Regions from separate parts of the Sus scrofa genome. Here region 1 is linked to region 2. Evidence: chromatin contacts called from public HiChIP or PLAC-seq data. All regions are on one chromosome and are shown on one strand. Each heading gives the region's core, a stretch centred on a gene start, on an enhancer-like site or on the middle of the called end of the contact. The rest is flanking DNA. Distances are from core to core; before and after follow the strand shown. Region 1 overlaps PDCD4 (programmed cell death protein 4). Region 2 overlaps RBM20 (RNA-binding protein 20).

Region 1 (4,630 bases), core at 302-2,801, 190 kb before region 2:
TATAAAAATTTTGCAAGCATAACATAGGGAAGGGCCATAAAAAGCCCAGGCCTTGGGCTGCAGGGAACAGGGCCAGAGATAAGTTGGAACTTGTTCTACAGAAGGGCTTTCCCCAGCCACCACCATGGCAATGTATGTGTCCTTATATCCAGGTGGGGCCACATGTCCAGACAGGTTGTGCTGTGCAGCAGCTTCTTGCCTGATGTAGGGAATATTCAAAAAAAAAAAAAAATCAATCTCATCACCTCTTTACGGCTTGGTGCTCCATGAAATTTAAACAGTTTAGCAAAGCATATGCACATCTTCCCAGCTGGGAGCACACTGCCTTGTCTTGGAGAGGTTGGGATCAACAAATGGAGAACTATACAGCTATATAAAAGAACAGGGACAATCTCTATGTGCTCCAGTGGAAAATTCTCCAAGATTACATTAAGTACAGAGTAGTGTTAATATATGCTGCTTTATTTTATAAGAAAGAGGGAGAAATAAGAATATTTATTGACTTATTTACATTTGCATAAAGAATACTGAAAGGATACATAAGAAATGAATATAACTGTTTACATCTATAAGGGCAGAGGGGAGATGGGCCCAGGATGGGAGCAAGATTTCTCAGCATATTCCTGTTTATGCTCCTTTAATTTTTGGACATAGTAAAAAGCTTAACAGCAGAGCTGAGTTTGAATACTGGCTCTTGTGTTTCCTAGTTTTGAGCAAGTTACCTCATCTTCTGTGACCCTTAGTTACCTCACCTGTAAAATCACCTGGATCATTACAGTACCTACTTCATTAGGGCTGCTGTTCAAAAAATTAATGTTTGTCAAGTTCTCAGCAGGATGCCTGACATATTGTAAGTACCTAACTAATAATAATACTTTGGTTGCTGTTGATATTATTTTTACTTATTGAATTCTGACTGATCCTTCAGACTTGGATAAAATACACCTCCTGTGGGAAGTTTTGCCCTGGCCAGGGCAGAGTGAAGCATGTCTTTCTCCATCACTCTTATGATCAGTCTGTCTGGTTTCATGCTGGTCTCCCAGGCTCAGCTTGATTTTCACATTGGCAGGACTGTGACAAGCGCCTGCTCCAGGCTGAAACTGCGGGCAAAATCCACACCACTGAATGCACCAAGAAAATGCAGATGAGGAAATTATCTCAAAACGGTTCTGTACGAATGATGTTCATGGCAACAGGCAAAAGTAAATTCAAGTGATCCCGGGAGAAAACATCTTCATCTTAGGTCTTGGAAGAACCAAGCAGAGTGGATAAAACACATGACCCAATTGTGTGCTCTGTGCAAGAGACTCATGTGGGCTCCTGAGGGGCCAAAACCCTGCTCCTGCCTCAGGCAGAGAGCGGGTGCTTGTTGATAAATGTTTGGTCAAAGAATAAAGGAACAAATACAATTTCAATTTTCTGAACATGAGGCTGTCACTTCCTGGTGTCTCCCAGCAGCTGCCAGCTTGTCATTGGCTGGATCTGCAGGGAGTTGCTCAGGAGAATAAAAGTGCAACCAGCAGCCTTCAGCGCTTGCAGCTGAAGCCTGGCTTTGCTGAGAACGTGCCAAGGAGGGGAACTGTGGCAATTTGCAGGGGCCTCCAGGAACGGCAGGAAGCCGGAGCCCTCCCGGGAGCCCAGGCACGCTGGATCCAGGCAGAACGTGCAGAGGAACTCTCCAGCTGTCCCAGGAACACGCTGACCCAATGCGCTGGGGCAGGGTTGATATTTCTGCCTCAGCACAGGGGCCAGGCCCAGCAGCCCCTGAGCTATTTCTGCTCTCACTGAGCCTGCTTCACTGGGGAGAGGACAGTGCAGAGGAAGTGCTGAGAAAAATAAAACCAGAGTGCAGAGGTGCTGTGCAGGAAGTTGTGGGTCTGAGAGCCAGAGCAGAGCACAGGTATTCAGGTGACACACCACAAGAAGGCTGCATGATAAGCAGACGGGGCAACAAAACCCTGACTTGATTTGCATCTGGGTGTTTCTTCTTTCAGGACTCAGGTCAACAACACCTACTGTTGTCAGGCAAATCAGGGCCTGGGGCTGGCCTCTGCCCCTAACCAAATGGCTGAGCTTAGACAAGTGGCCTCTCTGAGCCTCATTTTCCTTGTCTGAGAGCCTTTGGGAGACCTAAGCTGAAAACATATACTAAAAGATTAAGCATTAACACAATAAACATGTTACCTTCCTTTGCTATTGAGCAGTATTGAAAGGGAAACATAAGATCTCCAGGAAGAAGATGAACTCTTGCTATAGAAATAACACACACACCACACACACAACACACACACACACCACACACACACACATACCACATACATACACACCATGCACAACTATACACACCATAAACGTATACCATATCCATGCACAGTACACACAACACATATACACCACACATACCTATACAAACCATGTACACATACCACACACATACACACCACACACACACCTATATATACACCATAACATATACCATACACATGCACACTACACACACACACACACACCACACACACCTATACAAACCATGTACACATACCACACACCTACATACCACACACATACTCCTGCTAAGCTGAAAGCATTTATAAATCAACAACTCTAAATTTCACAGCTCTTCCACCGGCTGCTCCCTAATTGGAAACAGGCTGTGGTCCCCCCAACTGTTTCTGGGGCAGAGTTCCTCTAAATGTGGGTCTACTCATGGTGATTTCGTTTCCTTTTCTCTGTCAACAGTCATTTGACACCACTGCCCAGGTGTTCTCCACAGCTCTATCCTTTTATTAGTTCATAAACCCGGGAACCGAGGGGATGCTTAGAAAATTCAGAGACTCCACAATTTACTGAGTGACTCCTGTGTGCCTGAGGCTGCTTTGTGGTGTCTGATCCTCACCATGGTGCTCACAGAGCCCATGAGAAAAATTGAGGCTCAGAAAGATTTTTAAAATTGCTCAAGGCCCTTCTAGCAGTAAGGGGCAGGATTTGAACCCAAGGACCTATTAATCTGAGCTGTTTCCACTGCCTACTGTAGCCTGGCAACACAGAACCCAACTGGCGCCCTTGAGGTGTTCCTACTCCACGACCCTCAATACCACCCACACTGCTTCTCTCCTAAGTTTCTACTTGAGTTCCTCTTGGCCAAAGCTCCCTCTCCTCCCCTCTGCCCTCTTCCCTCTTGGGAGCTACAGGCTTTGCCTTCTTGGAGCAGAGCCCTGCGGGCAGAAGGCTGGAGGCCTCTACTTCCCTTGCTCCCATCAGCATGGCCAATGCAAACTTCTCACTGGAAAACACTGTGCCCTCTGGACAAAGGCTCTGTGTGATGTTCTCATACCTGTCTGACGGGTCTTCTGTGAAAAGACCCATCTGGGATAGCTGAGCTGCCAGGCCTGGGAAAGGCAGAGCTCATAAACAGCTTTCCCAATCACACAGCTCAGCCCGGACCAGAGCCAGGTGTGGCCCGCCTCAGTCCCTAAACCCTCCCTGGCCTTGGTCAGCCAAAGCCTTTTTCTGGGAAACCAGCAGGACTGCTGGATTTTCAAGGGCTGGGGCTGGGGCCCCTTTCCCAGCAGAAAATGAGTTTTGTTTTTTGTTTTGTTTTGTTTTTATGGCTGCGTCCTGCACCATATGGAAGTTCCCAGGCCAAGGATTGAATCCAAGCCACAGCTGCAAACTATGCCACAGCTGCAGCAACACTGGATCCTTAACCCAGTGAGTGGCTGCACTGAGCTGAAGCCACTGCAGTTGGACTCTTAACCCACTGTGCCATGGCAGAAACTCAAGAATTGAGTTTTAGAGTCAGGCAGATCCATATGTAGAGCCCAGCTCTGTCACCTTCTCCCTGTCTGATTTCGGGAAAGTGGCTTCTGCTGCTCTCTCAGCTCTAAATGAAACAAACAATGCACTGTCCCTGGCCCAGTGCTTGGGTCTCAGACTCCCTGTCTCTGAAAAGTAAGAGAAGGGCTGATTCACAGGACCCTGAGGTTTCTGTCTAAAATGCTGTCTCTCAGGCTGGGTTGAAGGTGACCTTCCTGCTCATGGAACAGTGGGGAATTCGATGTCTTGTCTCTCTCGAGGTGAAAGCCTGTGGAAGAGTTTTCGGTTTAATTCAACAATTTTTCCTGAGCACCGCACAACACCCTGTACATTTTAGGACTCGGGGTACAAAGATAAGCAAAGGTCCTCCCCTTAAGGAGCTCACAGACTAGACTAGTAGGAGTGATAAGACCCATAAAAATAAGCATAATATGCCATGGAAAGTGATAAGTGTACTAGGAGGGGTACAGATAAAAGACTGTAAAGCCTGAGCACAGAAAGAGGGCAATTCTAGGCTGGAACAGAGATAAAGCTGTGGTCAGTCCATGAAGGGTCTTGAAAGATAGTTAGGACTTTATGGGCCTAGACTGTTGGAAGCTATGGAAGGCGTTGACTAGGGCAGGGGCCAGATCAGAGCCACAGAGCCTTTTGTTAGTCCTTTACCACCTGGAGCAAACACACTATGGAATTTTTAAAAGAGAAAGACTCAGCTTCCACCATTTTTACAAGGGCTTTATTCCCTGAATGAAATAAATAGTTCAGGATTTGCATAAATGTGCAGGGGTCAAAACCTGCCCTTGGTTCCTGGTCTTGA
Region 2 (4,459 bases), core at 760-3,259:
AGGGAGAAAGTGCATGCCAGAATTTTGTATGCATTTTCTCAGTACGAGCAGGAACCTGTCTGAACTTCCCCAGGGCTCTGGAGCATACAACTTTCTACACTAAAGAAGATAGGAATTAAGCTGCAGTTTCTGAGGCTCTGTCTTTTAGTGATTTCTGTCCAGGACAAGATCAGAATCTCCCAAATTTATTTCCTTTCCATGGCTCCAACAATGTCTTGAGCAAATAGAAATTCTTTCCTTTCTGAGTTAAAAAACAAAAACAAAAAACTGATACAGTAGAAGCATCCCTTCTGTGAATTTCTTTAAAATCTGAGTCAATTTACTCACTTTTTCCAAAATTAATTAGCTAAAAAAAACCTTTCAAAGTGAGGAATAGAACCCTGTTCCTAGTCACAGGATATGCCTTGATTTTTCTTTCTTCCTTCCATCATCAGTGACCAAAGAGCACCAAGTAAATAATATTTTCTGAAATCATCTATAGGACCAACAAAAATGGAAGAGCCACCCTCACCGCCATTCACCTAATCTTTCATATAGTTACTAAAGGAATAAAAATTTTTAACAGGGAAAAATAAGGAGTTTCTCCAATTTTATTTCCGCCATGGCAAAACGGGAACACAGAGCTTCTCCTATTTTAGAAAGGTGACTCAACATATTCATATTGTGTGTGTGTGTGTGTGTGTCTTTTTAGGGTCACATCTGCACCATATGGAAGTTCCCAGGCTAGGGATCAAAATAGGAGCTACATCTGAGCTCTCCGTCACAGCCACAGCAATACTGGATCCGAGCCACACCTGTGACCTATGCTGCAGCTTGTGGCAATGCCAGATCCTTAACCCACTGAGCGAGGCCAGGGATCAAACACACATCCTCATGAAGACTACGTCAAGTCCTTAACCCAGTGAGCCTCGATGGGAACTCCTAAAAATGCACAATCTCAATCTGATCATGATAACACATCAAACTCAAGTAAACTTCAACCTGAGGGCAAATCTAGACTTTTGCCTATTTTTATAAATGAAGTTACACCGGACCACAGTCAAGGTCATTCATGTACATATTCTCTAAGGCTGCTTTGGGGTTACAACTGTAAAGCTGAGGATTTACAACAGAGACGATACTACCTACAAAGCCAAAACCATTTACTATCTGATCCTTGACAGAAAATGTTGGCTGATCCTTGGTTTTAAAAAATAACTGACACTCCAAAAGTGTTGAGGTCATTATGGCGATGCCATGGAACTCAGCAGGTTAAGGATTCAGCATGGCCATTCCTGCGGCTCAGGTCACTGCTGTGGTTTGGGTTCGATCCCTGGCCCAGCAATTTCTGCAAGCTGTAGGTGTGGACAAAAAGAAAAAATGTTGATGTCATGAAAGGCAAGGCCTGAGTAAGGATGTCACACACTGGAGTAGATTACAGAGACATCACAACTAAATGCCACGTGGGACCCTAAAAATGGTATCCTGGAATAGAAAATAATGTTCATAGAGGAGTTCCCATCGTGGCTCAGCAGAAATGAATATGACTGGTACCCATGAGGATGCAGGTTTGATCCCTGGCCTCACTCAGTGGGTTAAGGATCTGGTGTTGCCTGAGCTGTGGTGTAGGTCCCAGCTGTGGCCTTTAAAAAAAAAAAAAAGACAAAAAAGAAAAGAAAGGAACATTCATGGAAAGGTTGCTGAAATAAAAAAAAAAAAAAACCTATAATTTGGTTTCAAATTGCCAATATTCCTTTCTCAGTTTTGATAAATTGTGCTTATGTAAGAAATTAACACTAGAGGAAGCTGGGTGAAAAGTACACAGGAATTCTCTGTGCTATTTGCTATTTTTGCAAATTGTCTGTAAGTCTAAAATTATTTCAAGATAACAAGTTAAGAAAGAACTGTGATGAACTCCTCAGCCTGGTCTGAGGCTGAGGGAGCAGCAGCAACTGTCTCTAGGCCAGCATCACCTTCCAAAGTTTGTCTTTATGGGGCTTAAAGGCAACTCTGAAAATAATTCCAATGTCACTGATACTTCATGCCAGTAGTGGGAAGGCAGAGAAGGATTAGCAGAGAGTGTCACCTGCTTTAACCAAGACTGACTTCAAAAATACAGCTTGAGGATTTCTATACTTAAATAAAAAGCACTTAATAAAAGGATGAACTTAGACGTCCAAACCTCTCCCAGGCCGTCTGTCAAAGCCCAAGCGGTAGCTGGACAGGCAGACTGTCAGGAAGAGTCCCCCGAGGAGGTTCGGCGCAGACCCCACTGCAGAGGACACTGGTCAGACAGCAGAGGGAGACAGTGTGTTCCTAGGCTGCAGGGCCAGTTCTGTCGCCGCTCCCTGAGCAGCCCTGACAGGGGAGTGAAATGCCTTCGGCAGAGGTGTCCCTTCTTCATTTACTCAAGGGCTTATCCTGACAGGGTCAGCCAGGAGCATGAAGGTAGATACCTCTGCTTCTCTCTCATCAAGCAACTGTCCCCGGACAGAAACAGACCACGAAGTCAGGGCTTTTCATGAATTTTAACCAGTCACATCTATAACTATACCATAATAGAGAGAGAATCAGAGACAGAGAGGACAAGAAAGATGTGGAAAGAAGAAAAAAGTCAAGGCGTGCAGGGGCAGGGCTCGGGGGAGCATGCTGGAGGAACAAGAAGGCAAAGGGTAGGTGCAGCTCTTGCCTGCAAGGAGCCGATGGACAAACGGACCCTCAAGAACCACCTGTATCTCCCCACGCTTACTGATCAGCCCCCGCGTGGGTGGACTAAGCTGGACAAAGGGGAAGGTGCAGACAAACCAGGCGAGGTCCATCAGGTCACCCCTAAGCAGCACCCACCACCCCCAGGTCCCGGGTGAGCTGTCGCTGTGATAAGCACCATGGGACAGGGTCTCGGAGCCTGGGCTGGTGCACCGTGTGTCAGTCCTGGAGCTGGCCAGGCCCTTGACCCAGCAGGGGGAGGTCACCTCTCACGCACGCCCGCTGAGAGTGAACCAATGGAGCTGGGAGAGTGAGGCTTCCAGCGTCTCTTTAGCTGACAGGGTTCCTCTTCCCCCGCCTTGAGAGAAATGAACCCAGAGGTGGGGAAAACCAGGCCGCGGCAGTGCCATGTGGCGAAGGAAGAAGAGGCATTTTATGAATGGGCCATCTGGACAGGAAAACAGCCTTCTGGGCCTTCCCCAGGCGGTGCCCTCCCTCCTCCCTCTGGAAATTCTTTCAGCCCCATCTGCTCGGAAGGAGGCAACACACCCCAGAAGCAAACCCACCACCCACTCCCCAGCTTCCGCCCCCACCAGGAACATTCCAGTGGTTTCGCCAAAGATACTAATTGCTCTCCCCCAGATAGCCTGCGTGACAACAGGTGCCCGGCTCCAATGCCACCACCACTCACAGTGTCTGGATTGTATTGTTGCTATCCAGCCTATGAAATTGTTTTTAAAGTCATTTAAAAACAGTGCGTCCTACTATGCCCTTCTCTGGAACCTTCAGGCAAGAGGCTAGAGGGGCAGGGGCAGTCCAGGGATGAAACTGAGACGGAGGTGCCCTCCGACTGCCCCTGGCAGGAGACGCAGGAGCTGTGAATGACAATCACCAAGTGAATGGCTCGGTGGCCATCTGCGGGCTGGGCCTGTCTGTCTGGATGGGAAGTGTGTCTGCATGTGCCCCAGTCTGTCAGGGAGGAGGAAGACAGACCTGCCTACCAGCCAGCCTCAGCCAAGCCCTCCCTCAGAAAACAGCCACGCTGCAGACAGACAGACCTGCCACACCTCCAGCCTGCTGCTTTTACCTCCCCAGCCTGGCCTCAGAGGGGATGTGCAGGTTCACAAAGCATGTTCAATCTCATCTGACTTTCCAAATAACCCCATGGGGCAGGCACCACGGGCAGGACACCAAGACAAATGGGGGTGATGTGGTGTGCCCCACTGAAGAACCACAATAACTGAAGATGTAATCATTATTAATAAGAAAAATGACAGCAATAATTGGCATTTATGGAAAGAAACATTTATAAGAAAGAAAAGAGTGTTTACAGATGAGAAATGGAAGGTGCATTTCATTGATGTGAAAATCAGGCTCAAGAAGGCCAAGTTTCCCACCCAAGTCCACATTAGTGCAGTGTTCTGGATTTGAACCCGGAGCCCGCATGCTTACCCACTTTAGTATTCCCATGGCTCTTGTCTCTGGACGTGGTCTGTAGCCAACCCTGAGCTCATCTGTGCTCTGGGCCTGGATGAGCATGCACTACTCATTCCAGGAGTTGCTGGTATTGTTGAGCCTGAAGCATTCAGACTTCTGGTCCAGGGCTCCCTCTACTGCATAGGACCATGAAAATGTCACGTCTTGATTAACTATGAAGTGATTCTGCCCCAAGCATTCTCCTTCTGCCCGTTTCTTCTAAAATAAAATTTGAACCTGGAGAAACTCTTTAAGGTCATCAAGCTCAACCCCTTCATATTCCAACCCTCCTAGTCTT

What was found. HiChIP or PLAC-seq counts read pairs in DNA pulled down with a chosen protein or histone mark.
Region 1: an H3K27ac HiChIP or PLAC-seq map of skeletal muscle shows a contact between it and region 2. The contact joins two enhancer-like sites. A contact is called at or near these places in 1 of 47 Hi-C or Micro-C datasets (skeletal muscle) and 1 of 2 datasets of contacts at active chromatin or transcription factors (skeletal muscle).

The regions. Positions count from the first base shown.
Region 1 is chr14:121,291,917-121,296,546 of Sscrofa11.1, reverse strand. The region is part of intron 1 of PDCD4 (programmed cell death protein 4); the gene reads right to left. Among named protein-coding and RNA genes, the nearest start is that of PDCD4, 22 kb to the right of the region's middle. Within about 2 kb of position 1,551, at least 44 of the 83 cell types and tissues checked have an H3K27ac peak or open chromatin away from gene starts, as enhancers often do. A contact at or near this core is called in skeletal muscle, where this site is marked.
Region 2 is chr14:121,101,266-121,105,724 of Sscrofa11.1, reverse strand. The region is part of intron 1 of RBM20 (RNA-binding protein 20); the gene reads right to left. Among named protein-coding and RNA genes, the nearest start is that of RBM20, 45 kb to the right of the region's middle. Within about 2 kb of position 2,009, at least 7 of the 83 cell types and tissues checked have an H3K27ac peak or open chromatin away from gene starts, as enhancers often do. A contact at or near this core is called in skeletal muscle, where this site is marked.